Linked DNA regions of Sus scrofa: region 2 is linked to region 1. The links are chromatin contacts, called in public promoter capture Hi-C maps. All regions are on one chromosome and are shown on one strand. Each heading gives the region's core, a stretch centred on a gene start, on an enhancer-like site or on the middle of the called end of the contact. The rest is flanking DNA. Distances are from core to core; before and after follow the strand shown. Region 1 holds the start of TIMM29 (mitochondrial import inner membrane translocase subunit Tim29). Region 2 holds the start of KANK2 (KN motif and ankyrin repeat domain-containing protein 2).

The links. Promoter capture Hi-C pulls out the DNA fragments that hold promoters and counts their contacts.
Region 2: a contact with region 1 is called in a promoter capture Hi-C map of fetal liver, with 2.8 times the contacts expected there. The contact joins the promoter of KANK2 here to the promoter of TIMM29 in region 1. A contact is called at or near these places in 2 of 5 promoter capture datasets (fetal liver and liver) and 1 of 47 Hi-C or Micro-C datasets (embryonic fibroblasts).

What each region holds. Positions count from the first base shown.
Region 1 is chr2:69,648,099-69,651,049 of Sscrofa11.1, forward strand. It overlaps TIMM29 (mitochondrial import inner membrane translocase subunit Tim29), which reads left to right and starts at 1,572. Exons shown (of 2, transcript XM_003123205.4): 1 at 1,572-1,713; 2 at 1,791-2,951. The coding sequence starts at 1,620. The coding sequence ends at 2,479. YIPF2 (protein YIPF2) reads right to left here and starts at 1,593. Exons shown (of 9, transcript XM_021083826.1): 1 at 1,382-1,593; 2 at 1,167-1,227; 3 at 633-790; 4 at 470-550. The coding sequence starts at 1,197.
Region 2 is chr2:69,923,720-69,926,670 of Sscrofa11.1, forward strand. KANK2 (KN motif and ankyrin repeat domain-containing protein 2) reads right to left here and starts at 1,475. Exons shown (of 14, transcript XM_021083853.1): 1 at 1,345-1,475. DOCK6 (dedicator of cytokinesis protein 6) reads right to left here. Exons shown (of 49, transcript XM_021083867.1): 48 at 2,791-2,951; 49 at 2,136-2,378. The coding sequence ends at 2,336.

The sequences.
Region 1 (2,951 bases), core at 322-2,821:
GATAAAACCCAAACTCCCTAACAAAGCTCAAGAGACCCCTGTGACCTGGATTCTCTCCACCTGTCTCCCATTTCACTCTCCAGACTGAGTGATACAAGGCCTCTGCAGTAGTTTTTGTCTTCTCTCATTACTGCTCCTCTACCTATGCTGTTTCCTGGGCCTGGAACGTACTTAAGCTTCCTTCCACTCTGCCTGGCTAAATCTACCTTCTCCTTTAAGTGTCAGCAAATTCCTCATCTCTCCCAAGGGGTCCTTCCCTAACCCACCATATCACGTGTGTTCCCTGTCACACATCAAAATCCTTGCAGTCCACACAGTTACATCTACCAGCCTGGGTAGGACTCTTGTTCTCTCATATGAGTATTGCTAGCACTTGCTCAGGGCCTGGTGCGCAGGAAATGCTCAGTGACTAGTGGCTGAACCCCAAGTGTGACTCTGAGCCCCATTCCACCAACTCCCCGGGTCTGACCTGTGAAGTGTCCACGTCAAAGAATGTCTGATAGTAGCCAAAGGTCCAGAAACCAGGCTGCTGCTTCTCCTCCTGTAGGAGCTGAACAGTGTGGGCTTTCAGTGAGGGGTGAAGGGCAGCAGGGACTAGACAAAGGCAGGGCACAGAGACTTAGGGGACCCACCGCTGCCTTGTCACTCTCCTCTGCATCATCCTCAGTTCCATAGCTGCCCCCTGAGCCCATGGCCACAGCCACATGCCCCTGGGGGGTCAACTGATCACTTCTGGTGGTGGTCGCTTCTGGGGTCTGGGCCAGCAAATTAGTGGCTTCCTCGAACTCTGCTGAGAAGGAATATGGGACACAGGTGTATTTGAAGGGGTCAAGACAATTTGGTTCTGCCCACTGCTCATCTGGGGGCCAAGACTAACTGTGACCACCTCGGTGTTCCCCCCAACCCAGGGTACAGCTTCCTCAATTTTGGGGAGTGGGAAAGAGGTGTGTCCCCTTCCCCTCACTCCTAACACTGGACCGCAATTGAGGGCTGGTATGGGGTAGAGGCTCAGGTTTGAGGTCTGAGTTTAGGGCTGGAGCGAGGTTCCTGCCTGGGTCAGGTTTCACAGCTGACTGGGATTCCGGTTAGATGTGAGCTGGGACCTGGATGGGAGGTTCTGGCCAGTGGAGGGAGTAGGAGTGGGGTCAGACCGCGGCGGCACTCACCGTGGAAGGCCAGCTCGTCCGCCGCTGCCATGATCACTCAGGGGCGTCGCCGCATCCCGCTCTGAGGAGAGAGGCCAATCAGGCCCACCCCAACCCCACTCAGCGCCACTCCTTGAAGCCAACCCTCAGCCCCGAGCCCCGTTTGGCGGCTGACCGTACCGCAGGGGCGTGAACACAGCACTCCCGCCCCCCAGGTGCACCCCCGCCCACCTCACCTGAGGCCGCCTCAACTGGCGTGGCCGGTACTCTCTGCGCCTGCGCGACCCGCCTACCAGCCGGGGCAACCCCAGTCGGACCCGACAGCAACATCCGGCGTCGGTCCGTTTTCTATCGTCTTCCGATGGGAAACTACCTCCGGAAATGTTGACGCTTGCGCAGAAGATATTCACCGGATCTTTTTGTTTCGCATACCAGGCGTTTCTTTTCGGAGTAGGGACGCCCAGCCGGAAGAGGATGGCGGCCGCTGCACTGAAGAGGTTGTGGTCCCGAAGCCGTGGGGAGGCGGGGGACGCTGCGGCTGCAAAGCCTGGCGTGTGGGCGCGGTTGGGTGAGTAGAGGCGCTAGGCGGTGGGGGTGGGGGGCCGCAGCGGCCCGACCGCCCTCATCGCGCTTCTCTCCTCTCAGGAGCTTGGGCCCGCGCGCTGCTCCAGGACTACGCAGAGGCCTGCAGAGACGCGGCGGCGGCAGCGCGAGCCCGGCCCGGGCGTGCAGCCGTGTACGTGGGGCTGCTGGGCGGCGCGGCGGCCTGCTGCGCCCTGGCGCCGAGTGAGGCAGCCTTTGAGGAGGCGCTGCTGGATGCGTCGGGGACGCTCCTGCTGTTGGCGCCGGCCACACGCAACCGCGATTCTGAAGCATTTGTGCAGCGGCTGCTCTGGCTGCGGGGTCGCGGCCGCCTGCGCCACGTGAGCCTGGGCCTCTGCTCGCTTGTGTACGAGGCGCCGTTCGACGCCCAGGTCAGCCTCTACCAGGCCCGCTGCCGCTACCTGCAGCCCCGCTGGGCGGACTTCCCGGACCGGATCTTGGATGTGGGCTTCGTGGGCCGCTGGTGGGTGCTGGGGGCCCGGATGCGCGACTGCGACATCAACCACGACGAGTTCCTGCACCTGCCGGCACATCTACGCGTCGTGGAGCCCCACCAGCTGCACTCGGAAGCCAACGAGCGGCTCTTCGATGAGAAGTACAAGCCTGTAGTGCTCACCGACGATCAGGTGGATCAGGCGCTGTGGGAGGAGCAGGTCCTGCAGAAGGAGAAGAAAGACCAGCTCGCCCTGAGCCAAGCCGATCCCCTGGCGCCCTCGGAAGTCGCTAGATGAAACCCATTGCGGCCTGGGTCCTGACCGGATCCTGAGCCCAAGCAGACTGCCGATCAAGGATTGTGCCGTTGGTGAGAATCAGCCTCAGACGTAGAGCGATGGAAATAAATTGTGTGCAGTGATCTCTCCGTGGGTTTTCACAAAATTGAGGGCCTCCCTCTCACCTGTTCCTTGTGAGTTGACGCTAATTCAGAGCCTCCTTGGTCTTGGAGTTGGGAAGAGCAGAAGGACATGCCTTGTAACATTTATCACTGCCAGAGTTAGTGAGGAGCCTTAGATGGAAATAAGCCTTTGCACTGGGCTTAAAGATTCCTCCGACTGAGGTATCACAGTTGTTAGGTGACTCCCAAGCTCTCCTAAGAACTTTTAGATTTTCTTTTTTCTTTTTTTTGTTCTTTTAGGTCCGCACCTACGGCATATGGAGGTTGCCAGGCTAGGGGTCTAATCAGAGCTGTAGCCCCTGGCCTACACC
Region 2 (2,951 bases), core at 225-2,724, 280 kb after region 1:
AAGCAGGGAGCAGGAACTGTCCCCTGTGAGGACCCCTGGAGGTGGAGAGGGGTACAGCAAATAACAGTAGTAAGTATAATCACCATCCAAACAACTCATTTGATCAGGATAAATGAGGTGAGTAGTTATCACCCTATTTTACAGATGAGGTATCTATGAGGTACAGTGACTTGCCCAGGGTCACCAAAGGGGGAAGTGGCTGGTAGATTCCCCATTGGCAGCGAAGGCAACTTCACCCTCCTCGCCACATCCCTCTGCCCATTTCTCTGAGAGAGACTGGGGTCTGAGCTTCTCCAGCCCTCTGAGGGTCCTCCACGTGGGAAGGCGACTCAAGGTGGAGACAGCAGATGGTGGGGGTCAGTGTAGTGGTGGTGGGTGTCTGTGGCTGAGGGTCCTCTCTTTCTATGGGACCCCTGGAGAATGGGGAGGACACAGGATAGGAAGAGAGACAGGACACTCCAAGAGAGGACAGGTGGGAAGCTCAGGGAAAGGGCGCAGGCGGGGTCCGAGGCAGGCCAGAAGTCCGGCGGGGTCTCCCTAAAGCCCCTCTCCCAGACCAGCCTGTACGTCCCTGGGGTCTCCCATTCCTCTCCCCGCCCCAAAGACGGGGGTGAGGAGGACCCCGCCCCGTGGAGGGAGAGGGCGGGGTCTGCGGGGTCCCCAGTTAATGGCAAACAGCTGCCGCTCCCCACGCCGGCCCAGCCGCAGGCCGAGGCCCAGCCCGGCCGGACGCCCGGACGCCTTCCCGCCGCCTGGGGCCTGGCTCTGGCCCGGCTGCGGAGGAGGGCGAGGGAGGATAGAGAGTGGAGGTTGGTGGGGAGGGACAGAGGTGGAAAGGAGGACGGAGACAAGGGGGAGGGTAAGGGGGAAGGCAATGATGGGGCGAAGGGACAGGGAGATACAGACGGAGGATGGGGCCGGGGGAGAGAAGCTGGGACAGGGTCAAAGATGGGGACGGGACAGCGGCGCGGGGACCGAGACGCTGGAAGTGCGGAAAGTTTGGGCATAGATAACGGAGTTGGAGGCAGCGGCTGTAGAGACCTGCGAGGTCGAGCCCGGGGGTTGAAGGCGGGATGGGGTGGGGTGGAGTGGGGACCACGCTCGAACCCCGAACCGGACTCGAACCCTGACCCAGCCCGGGTGCTACTCGCCTCGCGCAATCCGGCCGCCGCCGTCCCAGCGTCCCGCCGCCCGTGCGTCCTCCGCGCCGCCGCCCGGTCGCCCGGCCCTCGGCAGTAGCTCCGCCCCGCCCCGCCCCGCCCCCTCCAGACCACCCCCGCTCCCTCCAGTCCCAGGCAGCCCGGCCGCGGTGTAGGGGAAGTGGGGGTGGGGACACAAATGCACCTGGAGGGCAGGTGTGTGTGTGTGCGCGCACGTGGGGGTGTCCGAACTCCAACCCCTCCTCCACTCCCCAGGGCAGGGTCCTCCCGCAACCGTGTCCTCCTCGGTCTGCTGCAGCTGGGCCGCTGCGGGGGGGGGGGGCTGGAGGGGGCGGAGCTGGCGGGGCGGAGCTGGCCAGGGCCCAGCTCCTGGAGGGCCTTGAGGGCGGGTGGTGACGGCGGCGGCTATAGGAGGTCACCCCTCCCCCAGCCAGCCCAGGGCTGGAAGCCGCCCAGCGCGGGCCTGGTACACGGTGGCGTGACCACCACGGGGCAGGCAGGGGGGGCCCTGGTCAAGGCGAAGCTGCACAGGCCAAAGCTAATGCCTAGGCTCAGTTCCTAACCCTACCAAGCTTTCAACTGCTTGCTGCCTCAGTTTCCCCATCTGTAAAGCAGGGTTAAGACCATGGAGTTGATCAGATTCACCAACCATGAGGCAGGGACCTAGGGAGGTCCCTCAGGCAGAAAGGCTCATAAACAGGGGAGTGTCTTTCTGGGCACCAATTATGCAGGACTGGGCATTCAGCAAGGGTTTAGTAAGTGTTACCATTATTTCCCATGCACCCATGTGACACTGTCATTTGTGTTTTGCCTTCCTTGCTAGAATGTCGGCTCTAAAAGGGCAGGAATTGCATCTATTGTCACTGATGTGTCCCTGGCACCCAAGTGGTTCTCAGTGTCTGTGCATCAATAGCCAGGGTGTGCAGGTAAAGTGTACCCAGGACCCAGACCCCAGGGACCATACCACACAGGCTGTTTATAAAAACCATTTTAAATTAGAAAAGGTAAGGAGCATCAGTGCACACAGATGAGGACAGAGGAACAGAGGGCCCAGCCCCATGTGCAGTGTGGTCACCCAGGGCTAAGTGGGCAGTGGGGGGAGACTCTCAGGAAGGCACAGACAACTGAGGCCAGGCTGCTGGTTCCTCTGGCGTGTGGCTTCAGGCCCTGTGGGTTCAGACATCAGCCTTCCGGAAACTGGCTCTGTTCAAGGAGTTCCTAGGGGAGGAATGAGATGGATCAACATGGCCACAGGGCCCCCAACTGCATGATGCTCCCCAGCCTCTTCCTCCAAAGATCCTTCTAGGGTCTTCCTGGTTCCTTTCACAATGGTTCTAATCTGGCTACAGAATCAGAGATTCTTAGACTCCATCACTGGAGATATGAATCATGCCCCTTTTGATAGATGTGGAAACTGAGTCTTAGAAACATGAAGTCACATGCCTGGGAAATGACCTGGCTAGGATCAGAAAAAGTTGCCCAGAGCCTGCACATGTCTGAGTGTTCACATGTTTGTGCAAAGCCATGAGCACCCGTGTTGATGTGCACATGTGTAACCGCCCCCATGCTCTGCCTGGCTTTGCCTATCTGCCTTGCCTTCTCTAGGGTAGGGAGGCCCCAGGTCAGGCACCTGAGGCTACTGGCTGTGGTCGGTGCCAGCAGCTGGGGAAGGCGCTGGGTGAGCAGGGGCTGCAGAGCCTCCCGAAGGCGGGAGTAGTTGCGCTCTAGCTCACGGTGGTACTCCTTCTGGTCTGGCCCAATCAGGGCTTTGTTCTTCCGCAGTGCATCCTC